Regions from separate parts of the Arabidopsis thaliana genome. Here region 1 is linked to region 2. Evidence: chromatin contacts called from public capture Hi-C data. All regions are on one chromosome and are shown on one strand. The core of a region is the stretch at or near the end of the contact, and the rest is flanking DNA. Distances in the headings are between cores, read along the strand shown. Region 1 holds the start of PRE1 (basic helix-loop-helix (bHLH) DNA-binding family protein). Region 2 holds the start of AT5G38720 (ribosomal RNA-processing 7 protein).

Region 1 (5,407 bases), core at 2,382-4,881, 450 kb before region 2:
ACTATCATCGTTACATTTGAAAATAAAGCAAACACTTTACAAAACCTCACAATTGTGTTTCTTGTTGCTTGACAAAGCGGCTATATGTCTCCGGAATACGCGGAGGAAGGGATTTATTCAACAAAGTCAGATGTTTTCAGCTTCGGAGTCTTGCTTCTTGAGATTATATTTGGGGTTAAAAACAGAGACTTTTATAGATACTCGGAGAACGACGAAAGTCTTATTACATATGTAAGTGTAATAATCATCCAAAGCATTTTCGTCTTTTTTTTATATTTTTTATTGTGATTGATATAAACGCTTAAAGCTTTGTTTATGATGAATAGATATGGAGGAATTGGAAGGAAGGTAAAGGGCTCGAAATCATAGATCAAATTATCCTTGATTCATCAACATTTCAACAACACCAAGTTAAAAGATACATACAGATTGGTCTCTTGTGTGTTCAAGAATGTGCTGAGGATAGGCCCACGATGCTATCAATCTCTGTCATGTTCGCAAGCGACACAATAGAGATCGCTCCGCCTGGACCGCCTGGTTATTTAGTCCGTAAAAGTCAACTTGAGACTGGTTCCTCCTCGTCACGAAAGAAGCGAAACGAAGAATCTTGGACTGTGGCAGAAGTAACCTATTCGGCCATTGGACCTCGGTAGTCCAACGACGTGTTTCGCAAGGAACTTTATTTATGGGAGAAAGATTCTAAAAGTTGTTTCCCCGTGTAGGAAGTATCTTGGAAATTGATTAAAAAAAAAAAAACATAACAGAGTACTGTAATTTGTATTTTATATTGTTTTAGCCTGTTTTACTATAAAGAAAACATAACTTAATGACGTTTACACTAACTTAGCTAAAACCTCCATAACCAAAGCTTCACTCTCTAAGCTTCTTGAGTCTTTGGTTGAAATAATCAACAAATCTCCACCTCGACAAACGGTTACATCTAATATTCATTTACCTGCTTCTGATGTCATTACACAACTTTGTCCTTACACAATATGTCAGTAGGATTGACCAGAGAGTACCAATCTTGGTCATATCCCTTATGAAGTGTAGCTCAACTTCTATATGTTCCCGTTTCATATTTTTAGACAAACATATATAGCTCTTGGACTGTCACAGTTCACTTCATATTTTGATTGCAAAGAACCAATTATTATAGCAATCTTTTTATCCAAATTGTTTCCTTGATGCTCTCTGTAAGAGTCATATTCATATATATACTCTGCTTTTGTGGTGGATAAGGACAACGTGTTGCAAGCATCATCTCCAATTTTCAAGATACAAAAGATTGCTGTTAAAACAGAGAAATAGAAAACAGAGTGTTTGATAAGTTTGTGTGAAACTTGTGTCGCTGTGGAGTTTGGGGAGAGATCACCTTGGAAAGACTTCTCCAAGAAGAATTCATACATGATTAAAGGGAAGTAAAATGAGTTTACTTGTTAACCTTAGTTCATGTTCTTAGATACAGATGTATTTGAATTTACTGTAGAAATTCTAAGTATATCTTTTACTTCTTGAAGTGATCTAATAAACTTTTGTTGCAGCCGAGGACTAGTGGTTGGTTTGAAAGAGAACCAACCGATACCTTGTTAAATATTGTGTCGTTTCGTTATTGCTCTATTGTTTAAATCGTTTCCGCTATTTAATTATTCTATTTAGTATATCTCAAAATTTTACAATAATAATTCAAAAAGGGTACAAGACCTGAAAATTGTATCTATGTAACAAGAAAAAAAAATTAAGATCGTTTTAGGTGGAAGAGTGTAACAAAGCTAGTCTCTGAATGCTCTCCTTTTTCATGTAATTCTTCTTGTGATTATTTTTATAGCTATATGGCTTAAAATTAGGAGTCGGATTTGACCAGTCTCCTAAACCCTGAAAGGACCAAACCGGTATAGCTATATGGCTTAAAATTAGGAGTGATAGATTTGACCAGTCTCCTACGCCTTGAAAGGACCAAACTTGTCTAAATGTATGTACATGGGTGCATGTATATCAATATGCGTATACGTGTGTTTAAACTTTAAACTACATGCATGTAGAATTATGAGATATCAAATAAAACTATAACGTTGATTTTTATTTAATTTCTTTGTGTGGACGTCCTAAAAGGCAAAACTTTCCTTTAGATGTGTATAAACGTTTTTGTGACAGTTAAGATGGGGTTTCTTTTCCCCTCCAAAATGGCTAAGAGTTTATTTGATTTTGTCTTCTATTTCTATTTTTGCTTTTTATCTCTATTTTGAGGTTTAGATGATTTGTTACCTCAAAAACAATGTGCCAAATAACTTTTTTTATTCCGTATAAAATTAAATGCTCGCAACTAACAATGTCCTCTCGCAATTTTACTGTCCTTGACTGACACAATCGAGTTCAGACATCACAATCTCTGTTTTTTTTTTCTTTGTTAGGGAGAAAAAAAGAAAGATTCTTCTCCACCAAATTTCATCCCACTGGTTTATTTTAATAATGCACCTGCTAAGGCAATGCTCGTGCAGTTCTGCTACACACATATATGTCGGAGACTTTTGACTATGGAATTAACCCTATGAAATTCGTATGTCATTAAAGATCAAGCCCATCTCTTTGAATTTTACATAATAAGACGATTATGTTAAAAATATAATTATTATAGAGCGATCATTTAAGATTACATGGATAGGCTTGTCAAAAACAAACAAAAGAACAAAAAAGATTACATGAGTAGGCTTCTAATAACGGCGGCTTCAGGGCTATCTTCATCGACAGATTCGAGAAGCTGAGACAAACGCTCGCTCAGATTGTCAACTTCTCTGTTCAAATTTCGTATGTAATTGCATGTCTCTTGCAATACTTTCGAGGCTGATGCCTTCAACAACAAAAACGAAATAAAATCATAATCATTATAATATATGTTTTTTGAACCAATGCATGCGCTTTTATGCGTTTGCAGATGCATGCAAGCTGATGATTTTGATGTAATCTCTTATGTAAATATGGAAGAAAAAGGTTGTGAATATTGGTATATATGTTCCTTAATGTCCGGAGTCAAAAGTTCCGACTTCTTTTTTCTTTCTTGTTTGATTTTAGTGTCCACTCTTCTTTTTACAAAACTTTTGTTCTTTCCTTTTTTGGATAGGTTTACACGATGGATAATGTTAAATGGTCGTTATAAATGAATATATGCATATATTATGCGTGATACCTTATCAGAACGACGTCGTTGACCAATCTCCGGCAAAATTTGACGGAGCTTAGATACGAGGTCAATCATTTGATTATCGGAGATCCTTGGAGCACTTGAAGATTGCCTTGATCTTCTGTTCGACATGTTCAACAATGTGGCAAGAAAAGACCCTAACTAAGTTGTGGATTCTTCTCTCTTTCTTTACTTCTCTCACACTAGCTCAAACAAGTTCTATTGAGAAATAGAAATAGAGATATAATGAGATCGGCTATGTCTATGTGGCAAGTAGGTGTAAGCTTTTATGATTTTATAAGGTTTTTATGCTGAAAGGAAACGACCAAGAAGAAAGAAAAACTAGAGAGCAAGAAGAAAATAGAGAAGAGAATGAGAAAAGTGTTTTGGGGTTTTGAATACACTTCAAATATAAAGAAATTGAGAATGTGATAAGAGAGATTTAAATAGGCCAATGGACCACAAGAGAGAGAGAGCGACGGAGAGCAGCAATAAACCTCGACAATGATGTCACGGGAGAAGAAAGCGATAGATTGAATGCCCTTAAACCACAAAACTTCGAAATCATTTTTTATTACAGATTTCCAAGCCGTATATATACATATCATCAGTCGAGACTATTACCAATCATTATACGAAGGTAATGGCGGGATTGAATTATTTCACAACGTTTTCAATCATGGTTAGTTAGTTATTGTGTATAGTTCAAATGATACACAAGTTTCAAGATTCGTAACTTTTTAGGATTTTGTGGAAAATAAGTCTTGAAATCGTCCATTTCTACTTTCAGAAAATATAGAATAATTTTACAAAGTGAAAAATACTACGCAATATAACATTTTTTGCTATTGTCAGATTTCGTCAAGTTTTAAAAAAATTGAGAAGTATTATATCAAATCGAAGCCCTCGAGACAAAGAGTTCAACTCTTCTTTAATTTAGATTTTTTAAAATGTATGTGATCGTGAATACGTTTACAATATATGTATAAGGAATATATTGCGTATTATTTTTGTTTTTTTATGATTATTCTGCATATTTTAGAAGTAGAGGGTAAAATTACAAAAATAGATTTCTCTTAGGATTTGTTTTACCAAAACCCCAACTTTTTATGCCTCAACTATCCAAAAAAAAAGAAAATGATTATGACTAGAATGGATCACAAATATACATATGCTTAGTTATTGAAAATTTTACAGTATAATTCCTATAGAGTGGATAAATAAATGGGTACTAAATTTTTTGAATAATTGGAGGAGATTTGAATAGTTAAATGGAGGAAACGAAAAGTTCCCAAAGATGGGGTTGATGAAGGTCAAGATAAGTGTTTCATGTTCATCTAACATTGTGGCCCTTCATCTGCAATTTCACAAAAAGGCAACTACCATGTGATGACATGACTTTTCATTCAATTTTTTTTCTTCTAATATTAGAACTAGTATTATCGCCTAAATTGTCTCTCTAAATTTGTATTCCACAATATCTAGGTACAGTTTGTATATTTATCTGTAAATCTTGTATATTACCAAACTATATATTTTAAACTTGTATAAAATATATAGTTCCAAACTTGTATAAAAAAGCATAGAGAGAATTATGTAAATTCTATCTTCCATACTAACTACATTTGTTTTAGAAAGGAAGAAGCCTAATTATTGACTCCTATGGAACATTGTTTTCTAACTGCTAAGCCATAAATAGTTTCACCTCATATGTAAAATATTTCGTGTGATAACTTTTAAAAAATTATAGAATGTCAATGTAACTTAAAAATAGTAGATATAAAACAAATATTTTCTATAAAAGGATTATTGTTGATTTTGCCGTTTTCATCAAAATCTTTTGAAAAAGTCATTTTTACTAAAATTTTACGAAATTGTCATTTTAGTACTTATAAATGTACGTATTTACGATATTATTTTTACAAAAATAAGTATTTTATATTAAATGCTAAACTTAAAAAACAAAAAAAAAACTCGACTAAACCTTAATATAACGAATAAAAGCTATGCTAAATTTCATTTTTTAGACTGAAAAAGAGCAAAATCCACAAATTATTTAAAAAATGACAAAATCCATAAATATCATTCAAAAAATGGTAAATCCATAATTAATTCTTTTATAAAACGTGAAAAGGAAACCAAATGCTTAAAAGAAACGTATCTATCGGCTTTAAAACTTCGTTCAGACCATTTATTTCAAACTTCTTCGCACACTTACACTTTGCCTAA
Region 2 (4,992 bases), core at 442-2,941:
GGCGTAATCCACCTGTTCTAACTTACAAATCCTTCTTATTAATCCTCTGTATAGAGCAACATCAGCACAAAGACCTCTTTTTTCAAACTCCTCTAGGAGTTTTGTGATTTCGTCTTGCTTGTTCTGGTTATAGAATCCATCCACGAGCCAAGAATAGGTCGCATATCCAGGAGAGAAGCCTTTCTCTATCATAGAGAACAGTTCCTCCTTTGCATTTTCCAGTTCCAACACTTTACAAAACCCATGAATCAATGCTTTGTATGAATACATATCCAGTTTTAGCCCTGATTCAATCATCTTCTTCTTGACCTTCACTGCAGATACCATGTCTTCGATTTTGCAATATGCGTTGATCAAAGTATTGCAGGTGATATTATCAGGTTCAATCTTTTTTCCACTCATCTCAGTCAAAAGCCGGTTAGCTTCTCTTATTCTTCCATCTTCACATAACTTACGCAAAATCGAATTATATGTCACAACTCCAGGAGAAAACCCTCTTGACTCCATTACCTCACGTAACCTCAAAGCTTCATCAATATCATTCATTCTACAATATCCATCAATCAAAGTAGTATAAGTAACATGATTCGCTGTAACATCGTCTTTAATCTCCCGAAACAGTCTTGTGGCCTCTCTCATTCTACCTTCTCTACTAAACCCATGTATGAATGAATTATAAGTGACAATATTAGGAGCAACACCACTTCTCTCCATCCTATCTTGCACAGATAAAGCCTCGAAATGCATACTCTTTTTGCAGTACACAGAGATCAACGTGTTATAGGTAAAGATATCAGGAAACACACCTTTTTCTTCCATCTCACTCAACAATTTCTCAGCTTTCTCGGGATCACCAGACTTAGAACAAGCATGAACCAATACATTATACACATGAATGTTAGCAACAACACCTAACTTAACCATCTTCTTGAATATCTTCCAAACAGTATCAGTCAATCTCTGCTTCACCAGACTATTTAGTAACACAGTACAAGCTTGCAAATGAGGCTTCAATCCACAACTCCTAATCTGCTCAAACACCACAATCGAATCGTTGATCATCCCGGCTTTAGCGTAATATATCATCAACCAGCTAAAGACGTGAGATACATCTTCTGGGTCTTCAGAAACACCACCAACTAAAGATCTCAAAACCAGAGGAGATGACAAAAGCTCTCTCTGAGCCAATTTATCGAGCAGTTGGTGTGCAGTTTTGAAATGCTTGTGTTTTGTGAGAATCAAAATCATTTTCCATGATGATTGTAAACTATGTTTGCTACTTGGTAAAGAATCGGTCCAGATAAAGAAACTCCATGAAAGAGAAGGTCCACCATAACCAGAAAACAGAGAAAGCTCAGAGATTACCTGAGTGGTTATCGCTGATTTCAATAACCCAGAATCAACTTTGTGTTTCAGAATATTTTTCCAGTTTCCTTTCAATACTGTTGCACAGATGCTTTGTGCAATCAAAGCTTCTCGATTTGCTGACAACAAATTCACCATTGTTGTTCCTCAAGTGTTGTAGGAGTAACAGAGAAGAGCAACGGCGATAAAGAGAAGGCCTAAACCGGTTTGAATTTCTCCAGTAGATGAACCAGACCAGATTATTTACCAATTAACCGATAAAGGACTGAATTCAAAACCGGAAGCGAATCGATTGTTTTGGAATATCCGGGAAACGGCCCGAGAGAAAATACGTAATAAATCGAACTGAACCCAATTTTAGACCGGTTTAGTCAAGAATACGTATATGTCCTCTCGTGTTGCTGATATTAACAACTTTACCCTTGTATCTGTTTCAGTCCAAAACCTCACAAAAAGCAAAAACCCTAATTTACATGGTCGTGGCCTGACTAATCCCTAATTTTTCCGAGAGCGTCGACGCCGACAATCGCCGACAGAGTTTTTGCTTCTCACGCGATAGAAAGAAGATGAAGGAGACGAGAAAGCTGAAGAAGAGTAATCTCCCTAAAGGTAGGCCTAATTTTCTCGCGTTTATATTCTTACTTAATTGATTTATGAGGTTTCATTACAGAACCGAAAAGACCTAACTATGGTTGTTGTGTATACTAAGATTGTGTTCTTAGAGGTAACTTATTTGATTTCGAAAGTTGAGAGCTTTAATTGGAATGGCCTTGAACTTAATTACAAAGGTTAATCTTGTGAAGCAGAAGAAGTAAATTGCTTATGCAAATTATTGTTTGTCTAATTGAAGTGACGGATAAAATCAATGCAGAAGAAACTGTTGGGAAAAAAATTCAGAGGAAGAAGAATGAGAAAGTGAGCAATGTCGAATTAAGCGAGGATCCTCAGGCTGCACAGCTTCAAGGTGAAAGTTTTGGCTTTGATGGATTTAGAAGTGTTTTATAGTGTTTTAAGATGTGTTATGATGTTGAGTATAGTATCTTGTTTATTATTCCTTACCAGCTAAATCAAGTGAGAAACCCAATAGAAAGAAGATTCAGAAGGGTAAGGAAATAAAAAGCTCTCCAGCTGATGGTAAGCTGAGTGGGAAGATGAAGAAGAGAAAAGAGAAAGTAGGCAATGTTGATATAAGCGAACCGATTCTGGAAGGTGAATTCTTTTGTTTTTGGCAGATGAAATCTATTACTGAGCTGTTAGATTCTGGTATTGAGTTTAGTATCTCTGGTTCTTGTTACAGCTATTTCAACTGAGAAAGTAAAAGAAAAGAAGGGCAAAATGAACAAGACTAAGAAGAAAAGGAAGGCCGAGGAAATAACTAGATCTTCAGTCGAAGATCTGAAAAGAGAAAGTGAGTAGTTCATTACCATGTTTTGGTTGTCTTATGTTAGTTCTCTGAATCATTTGCATGAGGAACTTTAGCTAGTTTTAAGTCTTTATATAATATTTTCTTTGAGCAGAATGTGAACTTTACTGTCTATCTAACTCTGAATCTGTGGTTCTTATGAATGTTATTTATGTTTGACATGGCTGTAATGGAACTGAAATAAGAAACCGGTAGTTCAGAGCTGGTTTAATGAAGTAGATTGTTTTTTGTAGGCGAGTCTAAGGACTTCAGAACTCCATCATCTTGTTCAATAAAGTAAATTTTTTCTTGTAGGCAAGTTTAAGAAATCAAATAAGAAGAAAAAGATGGACATGACCTCTAAGAAAGAGAACAAAATTGAAGAGGAGGAAGATGTTTATCAAATTTCTTCAGGCGATGAGGATTGCACAAGGGGAATGAAAAGTATGGATGAAACAAAAATGATTACTGTTTCTTCCATTATTAGCTAGCTGCATATGATTAGATAAGCATGAACACTCTTGAAACTGTTTCTTCCTTAATTTGATAAGTCCTCTTTTAAACTGCAGAGTGGGTTAGTGATTACTATGAGGGTAGACCTGGTTTAGACGAGCTCCAAAAGAGAATCGATGACTTCATGACTGCTCATGAAGAACGCCTTGAACAGGTTCTTCTCGTCATCCTATATTTTGAAGTGTTCATGTCTATTGTCTAAGTGACTATCGTGTTTTTGTCTAATGTTGTCATGTGTGTTGAACAGGAGAAACAAGACAAAGAAGCTAAAGCTGCAGAAGGTGGATGGACTGTGGTCGTGCATCACAAAGGAAGGAAAAAGACAACAGAATCTGAAACCGGAACAGCCGTTGGATCTTTTTCTCAGGCTGCTTTGGAGGATAAGATCGCTAAAAAGAAACAGAGTGAGCCTGTCGCTCATGGTTTCTACCGTTTCCAAAGGCGAGATGCACAACGCAATGGTAAGCCCTGGCTTTTCTATATCCTCAAACGTGTTTTGTGTCAGTTTTGGCTCGGGTCGGTTTTTATATGCAGCCCTAGTCACACAAGTGGCCCTTCAATTTGTCTGCCCTGATTCTGATGAATTGATTCTTGGTTTTGTGTTTTATTGTTTGTGGACAGAACTCTTGGCGCTTCAGAGTAAGTTCGAGGAAGACAAGAAGAGGATACAACAACTTCGAGCTGCTCGTAGGTTTAAGCCTTTCTAAGGAAGAACACATTCTGCTTGAAAAAACATGAGCTTTGTGGGTTCAGACTCTGATTAAGCTCATGAGCAATATCATGAATGTGTTTTATGATCAAATTTTGTAATTGACCATTTCAGGCTGATAAACAAAAAGAAATATAATTTTTTTTCCCTTGGAACATTAGATTGAATCAAAATCCATTCAAATATATTGAATGATATAGTATATAAGATAACAAAGGAGGCACTCTAATTTAATATTTTTGTAGAGAAATGCCAATTTAAAGGTTCTGAAAATTACCAAGATCGACACAAATATACAAATTAATAACTAGATTAACACCCTAATTTTGTAGTTAACTAGAATGACACAAATCTAATAATACTAAATCAACAGTCATTTTAGCAAAAACTGATGCATTCTCTGATTGACACATCAGCTTAGTACCAATTTTTTACTCTTTCATTTTCACGAAAGATTTTGCTAATTCATTTTTTAATTAATAAAATTGGAAAAAATATCTTGTGTACTTTTTATAAAACTTTTTTTTTTATTTCTCAAAACCCTTTTCTTCTTCATCTCCACGATCTCCACGATCTCCACCTCTTCCACTTCTTCTCCTCCAAACTTCCGATGACTATTTATATCTATAAAAAAATAGTCTTCCCATCAACAGTAATCGATTGCTCTTAGAAATCAGTTAATCTTTTCTTTACTGAAGGTATCAATTTACCATCTCCATCTCCGATTTCAGTTTTTTTTTTTTTTGTTATAGCTTTCAAAGATTGTTTAATATATCATATGCAGATAACATTTCAATATAATGTGTTTACACTTTACAGTTTTGCCAAATACGTCTTCAAGCTCAAGCAAGCGTTTAAAAGCATCATTCTCTTTGGCAGATCAAAAAACAATAGCAGATTTTCATTCGGTATTATCCAATTTTCTATGTTTTGGATAAGTGTTTAATTTTCTCCTTAGATCTGTAAATCATATACTGTACATAATGCTTTTGTTACATGATTC

What was found. Capture Hi-C pulls out chosen DNA fragments and counts their contacts.
Region 1: a capture Hi-C map of seedling shows a contact between it and region 2, with 2.0 times the contacts expected there. The contact joins the promoter of PRE1 here to the promoter of AT5G38720 in region 2.

The regions. Positions count from the first base shown.
Region 1 is chr5:15,955,592-15,960,998 of TAIR10.1, reverse strand. PRE1 (basic helix-loop-helix (bHLH) DNA-binding family protein) reads right to left here and starts at 3,631. Exons shown (of 2, transcript NM_123349.3): 1 at 3,185-3,631; 2 at 2,440-2,848. The coding sequence starts at 3,310. The coding sequence ends at 2,696. It also overlaps the pseudogene AT5G39861.
Region 2 is chr5:15,507,412-15,512,403 of TAIR10.1, reverse strand. It overlaps AT5G38720 (ribosomal RNA-processing 7 protein), which reads left to right and starts at 1,691. Exons shown (of 8, transcript NM_123233.4): 1 at 1,691-1,974; 2 at 2,237-2,329; 3 at 2,428-2,574; 4 at 2,663-2,773; 5 at 3,083-3,211; 6 at 3,337-3,434; 7 at 3,528-3,741; 8 at 3,902-4,160. The coding sequence starts at 1,932. The coding sequence ends at 3,987. AT5G38730 (Tetratricopeptide repeat (TPR)-like superfamily protein) reads right to left here and starts at 1,562. Exons shown (of 1, transcript NM_123234.2): 1 at 1-1,562. The coding sequence starts at 1,503. It also overlaps AT5G00545.